Regions from separate parts of the Mus musculus genome. Here regions 1, 2, 3 and 5 are each linked to region 4. The links are chromatin contacts, called in public ChIA-PET, Hi-C, HiCAR-type and HiChIP or PLAC-seq maps. All regions are on one chromosome and are shown on one strand. Each heading gives the region's core, a stretch centred on a gene start, on an enhancer-like site or on the middle of the called end of the contact. The rest is flanking DNA. Distances are from core to core; before and after follow the strand shown. Region 1 holds the start of Cdkn2d (cyclin dependent kinase inhibitor 2D). Region 2 holds the start of Timm29 (translocase of inner mitochondrial membrane 29). Region 3 holds the start of Cdc37 (cell division cycle 37). Region 4 holds the start of Elof1 (ELF1 homolog, elongation factor 1). Region 5 holds the start of Carm1 (coactivator-associated arginine methyltransferase 1).

Region 1 (2,700 bases), core at 29-2,528, 830 kb before region 4:
AGAATGGATGAGAAAGGGAACCGGGCCAGGCAGTGGTGGCGCACGCCTTTAATCCCAGCACTCGGGAGGCAGAGGCAGGCAGATTTCTGTGTTCAAGGCCAGCCTGGTCTACAGAGTGAGTTTCAGGACAGCCAGGGCTACACTGAAAAACCCTGTCTTGAAGAGAGAGAGAGAGAGAGAGAACCAGGAAGGCGTCTAAAGCCTCTTTGAGGCCAGAGCAGTCCCATATCATTAGGGCTGTAAAGCCCCTTCAACACTACAATCTGGGAACTACATAGAATTTTTGAGAAAGAGATGCTCTAGACAATTTGGATCCCCTTTGTCGAGAAATAACTTCCTTAGACATAGGCATGATCTTCAGAATGTATGAGTACCCATGAAAAGGTGGGACTCTCCTATAAATGCCACCCAAATTACGGGACCTTCAAGCAATAAGGAATCGTTTTTGTTACTAGGCACGCAGAAGATACAAAAGGGGAAAAAATCTACATCACCTGCCGAAATGAAGATGTCCCTGAAATAACCAGAGATCCTTCAAGAGGGCACCTCAAAAAAAAAAAAAAAAAAGGCTATCTCCCTTGGAGAAGACATGCATGCCATCTTCCAGAGATCGAATATCTTTAAGGAGCCTCAAGAAATATGAGCTGTCCTCAAGGACTGGCACGAAAAGAAGATGAACCCACAGAATAAAGGTCTGCAGGGAAACTGAATCTGTCAGGCTATTAGACAAGAGCTGAAAAGCCATCCCCTCCCCCATCGCATCCTCACCACCCACCCAACATCAGAGCAAGCAAGGACTAAACCTTAAGGGATCACCAACCCGGGTCAGGAGACTTGTAGGGATGGGGTGTGGGGGCCGGGTGCCAGCCAGGCCTCACCTGCAAGGCCGTCTTGCCAAAGCGGTTCAGGGCGTCAGGATGCACCAGCTCCCGGTGAAGAAGGCGGCGGACCTCTTGCACGTCGCCACGGGCCGCTGCGCCACTCAACCGGTCGCCGACGCAGACTTCTTCCAGAAGCATAGTGGATACCGGTGGACTGTGAAACCCACCCAGCCCCAAGCCCAGTTAAGGTCAGGGCTGGGGAACCAGCAAGAGCTGGATCAGAACTCTAGGGACTGCGGTGCCACCAGGGCCAACTCTATGATCATTTGCCGGCCTCAGAGCCTGCGCCCTCCGCCCGTACGACCCCAGCGCTCGCAGCTAGCTCCTCCCCCTGTCACCGAGAGAGGCAGCGGGGAACCCCGCCCAGCCCTTCGGCGCCCGCCCCTTGGGCCGGGTCTCCCCAGACTCACCCTCCCTCCTTTCCTTGCGCGGGCGGGGTCTGCTCTGAGCCGGCACTGTACTGGCCGCCAGAGTCAGCCGCTAGTGGGCGAGGCAAGCCCGCCCCAGGCCCCGCCCAGAGCGCCCTTGTTTTCTTACAAACTCGCAACAGAGTAGCGAGAGCCACTTTGCCCAGAGCCCGACCTCCATTAGTCCCGCCTGCTGGGAATAACAGCCAATCAGCACGCGTTGCTGGGGAGGTTTGTCTCTCCCGTAGCAGTGGCGTGGCTCCTGATTGGTCAGCGTGCAGCGACCAGTGGAGCTGCCCGCCACAGCAGGAATTTTGGTTTTTCAAAACCGGCGGGCGGGCGGGAAAGAGGAGGAGGTTTAACTGACCCCAGCGGAGAGGCTGGAGACAGGCTGGCGCGGGCCCATCTTGGATCTTTAGCGCCTCCGGGAGGAAGGGAGGCAGGACTGGAAACTCCTATAACTGGAACATTTTAGTCATTCACGGACCGCGGAAATGCTAATAAGCAAGCTCTTACTGTGAAACTCGGAGCTTAGTTCATTCATTCGACTGCTGGGTTAAAGGAACGGCTTCTGAGTGGTAAAGCGCGGTGCCTTCTAACATTTTTGTTTGGTTGGCTGGTTTTGGTTTTTTCGAGACAGGGTTTCTCTGTGTATCCCCGGCTGTCCTGGAACTCACTCTGTAGACCAGGCTGGCCTCGAACTCAAAAATCCGCCTGCCTCTGCCTCCCAAATGCTGGGATTAAAGGCCACCACCGCCCGACTTTTGTTTGTTTTTATGTTTCTGCGGCAGGGTCTCTCTGTGTAGCCTTGGCTGGCCTGAAACTTATTTGATCTGTTTGAACTCAAAATCCACCTGCCTCCTCTGCCATTCGTGCTGGGATTAAAGGAATGGGCTACCAAGATGGTCTCCTTTAATTTATTTACTTATTTATTTATTTATTTATTTATTTATTTATTTATTTATAGAACCTGAAAGATGGATCAATGCTTTTGTAGAAGATTTAGGATTCAATATCAGCAACCATGTGACAGTTTAGCCATCAGTAACTCCAGCTTCAGAGATCCAACACCCTCTTCTGACCTATACCAACATGGTGCACATATAGACAATCAAATAGCCACATATTGTAATAATTCTCTTTTAGATTTTTCTACGTTTTTCAAGATAGGGTCTTAGTATGTAATTCTGGCTGTCCTAGAACTCCCTATGTAGGCCAGACTGTTCTTCACCTGCCTGCCTTTGCCTCCCAAGTGCATAGTATTAAAGGCGTGCCCCACTACTGCCTGACTCCTTTTTATTTTTTATGTGCATTGCTGTTTTGCCTGCATGCATGTCTGTGTGAGGGTGCCGAATCTAGAACTGAGCTGCCATGTGGGTGCTGGGAATTAAACCCAGGTCCTTTGGAGGAGC
Region 2 (2,700 bases), core at 135-2,634, 520 kb before region 4:
TCTTCATGCATGACTGCCCATTTCAGGGCCTGGTACAGTCCCATGTTTAAGTAAATACTACATTGATTCAAACATAAACCCCCATTTACCATATAGGTCGGGACGGTTTCTAAGATGGTGCCGCACAAAGTTGTGGCCAGGATGGGGCAGCAGGGAGCCTTTGATCCTGTCCAAGACCTGGAAAGCAAAGCCCAGGGTCTAGAATGAGAATCCTGGTGTTCTGAGAGGTGTCAGCACATCCTACTGAACAAGCTCGAACATGTCACCACTGTGAAGGTGGATTTCAGGCCTGTCACCTTGCTTTCAGCTTCTTGCAGCCTCTCCTCTCAAAGTAAGGACAGTCCCTAAGTTCTGGATGGTCTTGCAACTACATCTCCAGGATGTACCCTCTCACTGGACCTGGTCTATCATTAGAGGTTGGCTTGACTGGGAAACATTCTGGCTTTAAGTCACACACCTATCCACGCCTACTTTGTAACCTAGCTTTTGCCTTCCAGCCCCACCATACCCATTCAGTCCTCAAGTATAGTGGCTGGACTCCAAGCAACTCCAAGTGCCTTACCTGGGAGGTATCCACATCAAAAAAGCTCTGATAGTAGTCAAATGTCCAGAATCTGGGCTGTGGTTTTTCTTCCTGTAGAAGCTATAAGACAAAAGACTCAGAACTTGCCTGCTCAGCCAGGGTAAGAACAGAGGCAGATCATCGGGGCCTAGGAGACTCACTGATGTCTTGTCATCCTCTTCCTCCCCTACTTCAGCTCCATAGCCAATGCCTGAACCCACAACCACAGCCACGTGCTCTCGGGAGGTCAGCTCATCACTTTGGCTAGTAGTAGCTGCATCTGGGGTCTCTGCCAGAAGATTTGTGGCTTCCTCGAACTCTACGGAGAGGGAATATGGGCATAGGTGTTTGGAATCTGAAAATTCCTTTCATCAACTGGGGCTATGGCTGCCTTACCGCCGTCCCCTAAGGGCTGAGTTTCTTCAGTTTTGATGCATGGATAGGTCTGTCTACTAAGATGGGATTCAATTTAGGTCCTGTGCAGAATTGGACGCTGTGATGTGCCTTTTGAGTTCATGGAAGAAGCAGGAATTGAGTGCAAGATAAACCTGAGGTCTGGGTCCCAGCTGCCTGGGGTTCTAGCTTAGGACTGAGGTAGGAGCTCTGACCACTTCCGGGCTCCACTCACCGTGGAAGGCCAGTTCGTCAGCTGCTGCCATGACTCTTTAGAGGCGTCACCGCATCGCACTCTGTGGACAGAACCGCATCAATCCCACAGCCCTCCCCAAGACTGATGCTTCCGTCTGGACTCCTGCATGGAGCCTAATACACGGAATGGAACTTCAGCTCCAAGCTGGGTCCCTTCAGATGCACCCCACCTTCCTCACCTGAGCCTACCTAAGCTGGCGTGGCTATTGCTCTATGCGCGTGCGCGCCGCTCGACTTCCCTTCAGAGCCCACCCTTCTCCACACAACGGCAACATCCGTTTAGGTCCGTTTCCTATTGTCTTCCTGTGGGAAACTACTTCCTGTATCTTGCGCTTGCGCAGGATCTACTCTCCGGCCTTTTTCATTCCGACACTATGCGTTTCTACTCGGCTGAGGAACCGCAGGGAGACGATGGTGACAGCGGCTCTTAAGAGATTCTGGTCCGGTGGGCACGGTGAAGCGGGAGGAGAGGCCGGTGGTGCCACGACGGTGGCGGTTAAGCCAGGGCTGTGGACGCGACTGAGTGAGTAGTGGCAGAAGGCTGCAGGGTGGGTGGCTCGAGTGGTCGAGTCCTTGTCACCGCAGCTCTTTTTTCCCCTCAGGCACCTGGGCCGGCGCGCTGCTCCGGGACTACGCTGAGGCGTGCGGGGACGCGGCGGCTGCGGCGCGAGCTCGACCGGGCCGCGCGGCCCTGTACGTGGGGCTTCTGGGCGGCGCGGCTGCGTGCTGCGCGCTGGCGCCCAGTGAGGCGGCCTTCGAGGAGGCCTTGCTGGACGCATCGGGGTCACTGTTGCTCTTGGCACCGGCCACGCGCAACCGCCACTCGGAGGCGTTCCTGCAGCGCCTGCTGTGGCTGAGGGGCCGTGGGCGGCTGCGTCACGTGAACCTGGGCTTTTGCTCGCTGGTTTACGAAGCGCCCTTCGACGCCCAGGCCAGCCTCTACCAGGCCCGCTGCCGCTACCTGCAGCCACGCTGGGTGGACTTCCCCGGCCGGATCCTCGACGTGGGTTTCGTTGGCCGCTGGTGGATTCTGCAGAATCGCATGCATGATTGCGACATCAACGACGACGAGTTTCTCCATCTGCCCGCTCATCTCCGCGTCGTCGCGCCTCACCAGCTGCACTCAGAGGCCAATGAGAGGCTGTTCGAGGAGAAGTACAAGCCGATCATACTCACCGACGATCAGGTGGATCAGGCGCTGTGGGAGGAGCAGGTGTTACAGAAGGAGAGAAAGGATCGGCTAGCTTTGAGCGAGGCTGATTCACTGGTTCAGTCCGATGTTTCCAGATGAAACCCAGGATTGCCCCCGGGTCACCAGGCGCAGGCAAACTGTTGGCTGTGGATGGTGCAATTGGTGAGATGGGTAGAGATAAATGGCCCTTATTGTGATTTTATGGGAAGTCCTCACTCTGTCCGGTTAGCCGAAGAAACTTGGGGGCCTTACTGGTCTTAGAGATACAGAAGAGCTGAAGGACTGCTCTTAAACATGC
Region 3 (2,700 bases), core at 163-2,662, 970 kb before region 4:
TTTCAAAGATGGCTACAGTTCATATAGGAGCCAAGGTGGGAAGGAGAGGGTCTACTTACTATACTAGAAGGAGCAGAGGTTCTAACAGGAAGTTAGGTGGGTGGGGTTTCCTGGAGTAACAGGAAATAAGAGTCTACAGGAGGTGAGAATAAGGAGAGCCACTGGAACTGAATGATGGGCAAGAGTGGAGATGGAGGTCAAATACAGAGGATAAGGGGGCTCTACAGGTATGTCCCATGTGGGACTCAAGTCTATAACCCAGGGAAAGGGATCCTGGACTGGGGAATCCCAGCTGCAAGCTAAGATTGACAGTTAAATTAAGGGCTCATTTAGTTTGGAAGTTGGGGGGGGAGGGGGTCGTCTCTGGGCCTTTAATAGAAATTCATGCCTAAGATCCTGGGAAATAGATGCCATAGTCAGAAGTTTTGTGGCTCCAGACTCTAAGTAGTGAGGAGAGGCAGAAGGGAGACGTGCAATATGAAGTGGGTGCGTGGCTGGGCTATGAGATCACCTAACAGAACCTGGGGTCCAGACTCTGAGGAAGAACAGAAGGTTCTGCACAGGATAGTGGGGACCCTACACACAAGGGTCAGCTTGGGGATGGGGAGAGGCAAGACTCTGACTAAAGTATTACCAACTGATAAAATGGCTCAGAGTGTAAAGGTGCTTGTGGCAACGTGGGGCGACTGGAGTTCCACAGCCAGTTCCAACATGGTGAAAAGAGAGGCCCAACTTCTACAAGTTATCCTGTGATCACCATAGGCATGCTGTGCCACGTGCACACGGGAACACACACAATAAATAAACTTACAAACAGAAGAGAACCATAGCACAGAGAGAACGCCTGGAGATACAGGTCAAGAATTACGGTGAAGAAGCCAGGAGTCCTGGGATGGAATTAAAAAGTCCGGCCCTGCATGAAGGCACATGTCTCTAATCCCAGTACTGGGAAGGCAGAGGCAGGAGGATCACTGTGAGTTAGAAACCAGCCTGTTCTACACAGCAAGTTCTAGGCCAGGGAAGGTTACACAGTGAAATTTTGTTTCAAAAAAAAAAAAAAAGAAAAAGAAAAGAAAAGAAAGAGAAAAGTCTAGATTGTGGAGCAGGCGGCTCCAGATGTCAATAACTAAGGTCTCCCCCGCCCCCACGCCAGGTGGCCTGGGGAAGAGGTCAGAACTCTAGAGCGGGGGGTCCCGGGAGTGGGGGGGAAGGGGATGAGCGCGCACAGCCCCACCTGGTGCCGCCAGCGGAAGAGGCTGGCAGTGTCTATGTTGGGGTGCGTCTCGTCCTCATCGTCCGACACCTCGATGTGATCCCAAACGCTGTAGTCCACCATCTTCGCTTCGGAGGCCCGGACTGGCTCCCGGGGCTCCACACGGCCGGGCGCTGAACAGGGACCCACAAGGGCTAGAGAGTCCGCTCGGCGAGCCCCGCCCCTTCCGCTTCCGCCCAGGGCGCCGCGCAGGACGGCCCCGCCCCAGCGTCGGCGCGGGACGTTACGTCCTTAGCAACGGGAGTCGGCGGCATTGGCAACCGGAGGTCTTCTTTAAAGGGCCAGGAGTATGTGGTGAGGCCTTCTGGAAGTTCCCGCCGAAACCAGACTGACCATCCTTTAGAAACAAAAGGTTAGTCGCGTTGGGCGTGGTGGCCCACGGTAATCCAAGTACGCTAGAGGCAAAAGCAGGTGGCTCTCCAGGAGTTCTAGTCCAGCCAGGGCTACATATTGACACTGTCAAAAAGTCAAAATTGGCTGGGCGGTAGTGGCGCTATGCCAGTACTCCGGAGGCAGAGGCCGGCGGATCGAGGCCAGCCTAGCCTACAGAGTAATTTTAGGGACGGTCAGGGTTGTTATACAAACAACACTCTAAAAAAAAAAAGTCAACATTGCATACACTAGCAAGATTTTATCGAAAGGACCCAGATGTAGCTGTCTCTTGTGAGACTATGCCGGGGCCTAGCAAACACAGAAGTGGATGCTCACAGCCAGCTAATGGATGGATCACAGGGCTCCCAATAGAGGAGCTAGAGAAAGTACCCAAGGAGCTAAAGGGATCTGCAACCCTATAGGTGGAACAACATTATGAACTAACCAGTACCCCGGAGCTCTTGATTCTAGCTGCATATGTATCAAAAGATGGCCTAGTCGGCCATCACTGGAAAGAGAGGCCCATTGGACACGCAAACTTTATATGCCCCAGTACAGGGGAACGCCAGGGCCAAAAAGGGGGAGTGGGTGGGTAGGGGAGTGGGGGTGGGTGGGTATGGGGGACTTTTGGTATAGCATTGGAAATGTAAATGAGCTAAATACCTAATAAAAAATGGAAAAAAAAAAGTCAAAATTGAGGCTGGAAAGTTGGCTCAATAGTTTGGAGACTGGCTGGTCTTCCAGAGCACCCGGATTCTGTTCCCAACACCTACATGGCCACTCACACCCATCTGTAAGTCCAACCCAGGATATATATATTATGTCCCCATTTGGCCTTTGACTACACCAGGCATGCATGTGGTGGACAGATATACTTGCAGACAAAACATTAATATACAATTTGTTTTTTTTAATCATGTTTGCCCTTAATTCCCACCCCACCCCCACCCCCACCAGAGTCTCACTGTATATAAGACAGCTCTGGCTGTCTTGGAATTCACTATGTAGACCAGGCTGACTTCAAACTAACAGATCTTTCTACCTCTTCTCCCCAG
Region 4 (2,700 bases), core at 145-2,644:
AAGGCTCTAGGGCAGGGGTCCTCAATCTGTGGGTTTTGAGGTCACATATCAGATACCCTGGATCCAGATATGGCAGACACAAAAGATAAAAATAAATAAATCTTTAATATATCTGTACTAATAGTTACAGATGACAGGCTCCTGAGAAAACTTGTAACTGGATGAATCCTATTTCTACGAGGCTATTAGAGCGAAATACAAATCTCTGAGCTGGGGCTACTTTGGGTGAAAGAGATCAGGAAAGACCTTCTCTTCTGGAGTCATTCCAGATGACAAAAGGCAGCTTTGATGACAAGACAGCCAGGAAGAGTCTGAGCCAGATGAAGGGTTTTCTCGTCGTTTTACTTCAGAACGAATGGCTGAAGCTCCCGGAGCAACGGAGACAAAAGTGTGAGACACACAAAAGGAAAGGCCAAACCCTCACGGTGAAGCGTTGCCTGGTGCCGAGCCCAGCTGTCAACTGTCTAGGTGGATGTGTTTGCATCCCCTCCCATCTGGCCCTGGCAACCAGCTAGCTACAACGGAATCGCAGGCGGGGCAGGCGGGGCATCTTAGTCGATCCTGTCTCAGCTGCTATGGGCACTGCTGCCAAGCCAGAAAAGCTGAATTTGGAACCCTAACCCACGTAAAGGTGGAAAGCGAGGATGTATTTCCCAAGTTGTCCATTAACTTCTGTACACATTCTACTACACATATAGGGAAAAATGTAGGACAAAAGATTTCTAACACTTTCAAAATAGGGCAAGGGAGATGGCTTGGCAGGTGAAGTTGTTGGCTGCCTCTCTCTCTCTCTCTCTCTCTCTCTCTCCCGCGCGCGCACACACACACAGCATCCAAAACAAACTCACGATCACCTTAAAACTCCTCAAAGCTCCTCCGGCGTCTGCCACCCTGCCCATCAATCTCTGAGGAAGGATTTCACTTGGTCACTGCTGTATCCCCAGGACGCACAGTGCTTGGTATACCTTAGGCACTTAATAACTACTTGTTGAACAAATCAGTGAATTGCCCGGAATCTGTCTCTGTGGGGCCCCAGAATCCCACCGGCAAACCGCAGCCTGCGAACGAGCCATGGTGTCCCGAGGCGACCGGGACGGCGGGAAGGGATCTGGGCAGAGCGACGGCGTCCGCCTCACCCAGGTTTCGGTGGCGCCGCCCGCTCGCCCAGCTGCAGGGATCCAGGGGTCAGGCTCCCCACGAGGCCGTCCTCAAAGCCATGCCCCGGCCTCAGCTCTACGCCCTGCGGGTGATCTAGAGAAGAGCGCCGGTCCGCCCGGCCCAACGCCCGCCCGCGAGACCCTACACTTACTTGTACCAGCCCTGCCTCTCAGCCAAGGCCGCTTCACCCAGGAGACGCTAACTTCCGGCCCCTAACGGAAACGGAAATATCGCTTTGGGTTTCCCGCCCACTCCTTAACCAATTAAATGCGCGTGTAGACCCCGCCTCCAACTACCTGGCTCCGCGCAATTGTTACAGCGCATGCGCCACAGTCCTGCTCAATCACAAGCAAAATCCTAGGGGTGTTCGTGATCGCGAGGAGCGGTGGCTCCACCTGTACTCATCCTGGTTAAGGTCCTCACCTGTAATCATCTTCCTGGATTCGTCTCACTTGTCTTACCTCCTTGAAACCCTAGATTTTCCCTACCCTCCATGCTCACTCCAATATCCTAGCCCTAGAAGAGACGAGTTGGGAGAGGGAGGGGATCAGCGGGATTGTGAGACAGGAGAACGGGTAAGGGGGTTTAATGGTCAAAATACATTGTACTAGTCAGAGTTCTCTACAGTCACAGAACTTATGGAATGTCTCTATATTGAGGGGATTTATTGTGATGACTTAACAGTCTGTAGTCCAACTACCCGAACGATGGTCAGCTGTGAATGGGAAGTCCAAGAATCTAGTAGTTCGTCGCTCAGTCCCACGAGGCCAGTTGGTTTAGCTGGTAAAGAAATAGAAATAGGTTCCAACAGACGTACTGGCAAGTAAATGCAAGCAGGCGAAGAAAAGTGAGCCTTCCTTCTTCCAGGGTCCTTATATGGGCCTCCAGCACGCTTGTCAGGTAAGCTTGAAGACAGGAGCTTGAATCCCTAGCATCTACAGAAAAGCCAGGTAGGCTTGGTTACCCGCCTGTAATCCAAGCCTGCAGGAGACAGGATCCCCAGGGCACGGTGACTAGCCAGATGAGGTGAGTTCTGGGTTCAAGAGACACTGCGTTACATCAATATGTAAGATGGAGAGATGTGAGGGTCTGGCTTTCACATGCAGACCCTCACAAATATACCTGCTGAGTACATACTTCTTTTCTTAATTAAAGGCTCTGACCAGCAAGATGGCTCAGCGGGTAAAGGCAATTCTTAACACACACACACACACACACACACACACACACACACACACACGGAAAGTGCTTAGCTGTGTCACACGTTGTTACGCATGCTTTAAAGAGAATGCCCTATAGGGGGCAGTGCCATCCTTGGAACTGCCTTTTCTGAAGACCATTTCTGGTTGGCAGCATCTACTCACACAGGAGTGTAGTGGTTCAGGACTTAAATCCCAGTACTCAGAAGGCAGAAACAAGATCTGTGCTAGTTCTTAACCAGCCTGGGCTAATGTGAATAATTCAAAGCTAACCTTGGCAACAGTGGGAGGCTCACAAAAACAAAACAAAACCACAAATGCACGTGGGATAAGTCTATGCATG
Region 5 (2,700 bases), core at 150-2,649, 570 kb before region 4:
AGTGCGTTTTTACTCTTCACTTTGTGGGTCCTGGCTGCCTGAGATTGTGTGCTTGCACCATTAGATGGGAGGGATGACTTGGGAAAGGGTTGAGTCTTTTGTGAGTCTTGCGGAGGCCCAGGAGGGGGTACGTAAATTAGAGTTCTAAGAGGCCCAGCAAAAGTGAACAAGTGACTGGCCACTGTGAGTTCACTGGGGGACCTGAGAGTTAACTAGTGAAAAGGAGAGGTCCTAGTGGAGAAGCTAAAGAATTAAAGTTACTGCCTTGAAGTTCTTTGTGAAGGCCAAGCTCTGGAGCGCGGCTTGAAAAGCCTTTATCCCAGAGCAGCATGGGAAGGGGCCCCAGCTGGGTGCGAGCCTGCAAACCAGAGCACACCTATCACAGGGCCTTTTCTTACCAGTGGGACGGGATCAAGGCGGAGCTTACCTGGGAACGTACAGGGCGGAACCTTAACTTGGGGGCGTGGCCGAATCACCTGGGTTTGGAAACGGTTCTTGTCTTTCCTCAAGCTCAGGAGAGGTTGTTTGCAGGACACTGGCCCGGAGGGGCCCGAACTCTCCGAGGGAGGGTTTCGTGGATCAGAACACCGTCCCTTGACAAAAAGATGCAGAGCACCGTCTGCATTCTGCTAGTAACCGTCCCTCCTGGGGGCGGAGCCAGCCCTCCTCCGGGTGTATAAAGTAGCTGAGCGCCTCCTTCTGACAAACGCCTCACCCCCAAGAGTACTGGGGGAGTACGCAGCACGCCAGCCTAGGGGCGGAGCTCAGCCCTGGAGGAGGCGTTTCTTCTTAGTTCTCCGACTCACGCCTCTCCACTTTTCTTGAGCTATGCTCACAGTGGCACAAAGCATGGTGGTTCGCTCGCTGCCGGCCTGTGGGTGGGTCTGGCCCCAGAGGCGTGTCCGAGCGGCCAAGCATTGCCTCCTGAAACGCCCTGTGGTACAAAGGGCTGTGGATCACCGTGGATCACCGGTCGCCGGCCCGGAGCGGGGGGTGGGGCCGCCTGATCATTCCGGGGGCGTGCCGGGAAGGCTAAGCACCGCCTCCCGACGCATGCCCTGCCCATCTCTCCAGAGCTGTGCGCGGTGGCACAAAGCGCCTCGGTTCGCACAACGCTGCCTCGGGGCGGGGCTTAGCATCCCTGGGGGCGTGTCATACTGCGGGGCACCGCCTCCCAACGTAGGCGCCTTCACCCGGCCTGCCCGGGAGGCTCAGCCACCTCACAAAGCAGCGACCGTTCCCGCGGGGTGGGGCCGGCCCCACCCCCGTCGTGCTTGCGCTCGCCCGGCTCCCTCAGGCGCCAGGAGGGGGCGCTGCGCCACCGAGCCGGCCCGTGGCGGCGGCGGCGGCGGCGAGGCGTCGCGTGGCCGGCAGGCGGCGCGCTGCCAGCCTCGGCCTCGGCCTCGGCCTGCGCGGCGGCGGCAGCGGCGGCGGCGGCGGCGGCGGCGGCCTGGGCCCGGGTGCGGCGGTGGCGGTGGCCGTGGTGGCAGCGGGGCCTGGAGCCGGACCTAAGATGGCAGCGGCGGCAGCGACGGCGGTGGGGCCGGGTGCGGGGAGCGCTGGGGTGGCGGGCCCGGGCGGCGCGGGGCCCTGCGCTACAGTGTCTGTGTTCCCGGGCGCCCGCCTCCTCACTATCGGCGACGCGAACGGCGAGATCCAGCGGCACGCGGAGCAGCAGGCGCTGCGCCTTGAGGTGCGCGCCGGACCAGACGCGGCGGGCATCGCCCTCTACAGCCGTGAGTGCTGGGGACACCCTGGGGACGGCGGCGCACGAGGCCGGCGGCGCGGGCGCCCGGGGAGGGGGCAGGCGGCGGAGGGTTGGGGGGGGGGGGGGACTCGGGCCGAGCTTGTACACGCGGCTCCTGCTGCCCGCGGGCGAGATAGCAGAGAGGGTGTGCGTGGGGACCTTGGAGCCCGAAGAGGGGCGCGGGAAATAAGAGTCGCGGGCCTGAGATTTGCAGCGGGTGGGGTAGGGGGGCGCGTGGCAGGAAGTGGGGCCCCGAGGATTCTGGGGGGATTGTAGAGGGGACTGGAGAGAGGGAGTGATTGGGAGGGCTCTTGAGCGGGTGTGGTTTGTGGATCTCATCTCAGGGGACATCCTCCTCACACACGGACATTTGAAAAGTGGTTTTCAGTGTGTAACACCGGGAAGACTGGGTGCCGCCCTTGTGGAGGACTTGGGATTCGGGATCCCCCACCCACACACCCACCAGGGTGGGTAAACTTTGGGACTTAGGACAGAGCCCTTCCTGATAGAGATTCCCAAGCCCATCCCCCATGGAAACGTGGAAGAGGGGAAGGCCGGCTGGCTGATGGCCGGCTTTAGAAGTCAAGAGGTAACAAGCCACCTCCCTCGCCACGCGCCTCCTGTCTTTTTTAAGAACGTGAGAAGCTGGTGACATTATCAGAAGCTGCTTCAAAAACTGACATTTCAGTGGGGAAAACAAGGGGGGGGATCACTAGTGTGTTTTCGAAGTGCACCCCCCCCCCCAGCTTTGTAGTTCCACCTTTCATTCTTCCTTGCTCTTGCTACTCTTTCTTCTGACGGATTCCTCAGATGGATTTGCTCTTGTGTTTCACTGGTCTTTGTCTCCCAGGATTTCGTTCACTGATGCTCTTAAGGGGCCACCAAGGAAGATGGGATCGATTTTAACCTGTGGGAATTTTTTTCTACTCCTTGGTAATGGGGTGTTGTTGGAA

What was found. A called contact is a pair of places that touch in the nucleus more often than the background predicts. ChIA-PET counts read pairs in DNA pulled down with a chosen protein or histone mark. HiCAR-type assays count read pairs that join an accessible place to other places. HiChIP or PLAC-seq counts read pairs in DNA pulled down with a chosen protein or histone mark.
Region 1: a Hi-C map of B cells shows a contact between it and region 4, with 8 read pairs. The contact joins the promoter of Cdkn2d here to the promoter of Elof1 in region 4. A contact is called at or near these places in 1 of 484 Hi-C or Micro-C datasets (B cells) and 2 of 115 datasets of contacts at active chromatin or transcription factors (embryonic stem cells and microglia).
Region 2: a HiCAR-type map of astrocytes shows a contact between it and region 4, with 2.6 times the contacts expected there. The contact joins the promoter of Timm29 here to the promoter of Elof1 in region 4. A contact is called at or near these places in 2 of 39 promoter capture datasets (hippocampal neurons and liver), 1 of 484 Hi-C or Micro-C datasets (embryonic stem cells), 3 of 115 datasets of contacts at active chromatin or transcription factors (astrocytes, forebrain and microglia) and 2 of 9 other capture datasets (adipose tissue and liver).
Region 3: a contact with region 4 is called in a FOXA1 HiChIP or PLAC-seq map of pancreatic cancer cells. The contact joins the promoter of Cdc37 here to the promoter of Elof1 in region 4. A contact is called at or near these places in 1 of 39 promoter capture datasets (liver) and 1 of 115 datasets of contacts at active chromatin or transcription factors (pancreatic cancer cells).
Region 5: a contact with region 4 is called in an RNA polymerase II ChIA-PET map of memory CD8 T cells, with 27 read pairs. The contact joins the promoter of Carm1 here to the promoter of Elof1 in region 4. A contact is called at or near these places in 1 of 39 promoter capture datasets (embryonic stem cells) and 4 of 115 datasets of contacts at active chromatin or transcription factors (T-cell acute lymphoblastic leukemia, embryonic stem cells and memory CD8 T cells).

What each region holds. Positions count from the first base shown.
Region 1 is chr9:21,289,931-21,292,630 of GRCm38.p6, forward strand. Cdkn2d (cyclin dependent kinase inhibitor 2D) reads right to left here and starts at 1,279. Exons shown (of 2, transcript NM_009878.3): 1 at 879-1,279. The coding sequence starts at 1,019.
Region 2 is chr9:21,591,338-21,594,037 of GRCm38.p6, forward strand. It overlaps Timm29 (translocase of inner mitochondrial membrane 29), which reads left to right and starts at 1,385. Exons shown (of 2, transcript NM_178619.4): 1 at 1,385-1,733; 2 at 1,813-2,700. The coding sequence starts at 1,622. The coding sequence ends at 2,501. Yipf2 (Yip1 domain family, member 2) reads right to left here and starts at 1,494. Exons shown (of 8, transcript NM_138303.2): 1 at 1,191-1,494; 2 at 724-881; 3 at 563-643; 4 at 90-177. The coding sequence starts at 1,221.
Region 3 is chr9:21,148,522-21,151,221 of GRCm38.p6, forward strand. Cdc37 (cell division cycle 37) reads right to left here and starts at 1,413. Exons shown (of 8, transcript NM_001378796.1): 1 at 1,235-1,413. The coding sequence starts at 1,336. Gm35977 (a long non-coding RNA gene) reads left to right here and starts at 1,447. Exons shown (of 4, transcript XR_870568.3): 1 at 1,447-1,625.
Region 4 is chr9:22,115,801-22,118,500 of GRCm38.p6, forward strand. Elof1 (ELF1 homolog, elongation factor 1) reads right to left here and starts at 1,395. Exons shown (of 3, transcript NM_001357311.1): 1 at 1,310-1,395.
Region 5 is chr9:21,545,495-21,548,194 of GRCm38.p6, forward strand. It overlaps Carm1 (coactivator-associated arginine methyltransferase 1), which reads left to right and starts at 1,400. Exons shown (of 16, transcript NM_021531.6): 1 at 1,400-1,736. The coding sequence starts at 1,514.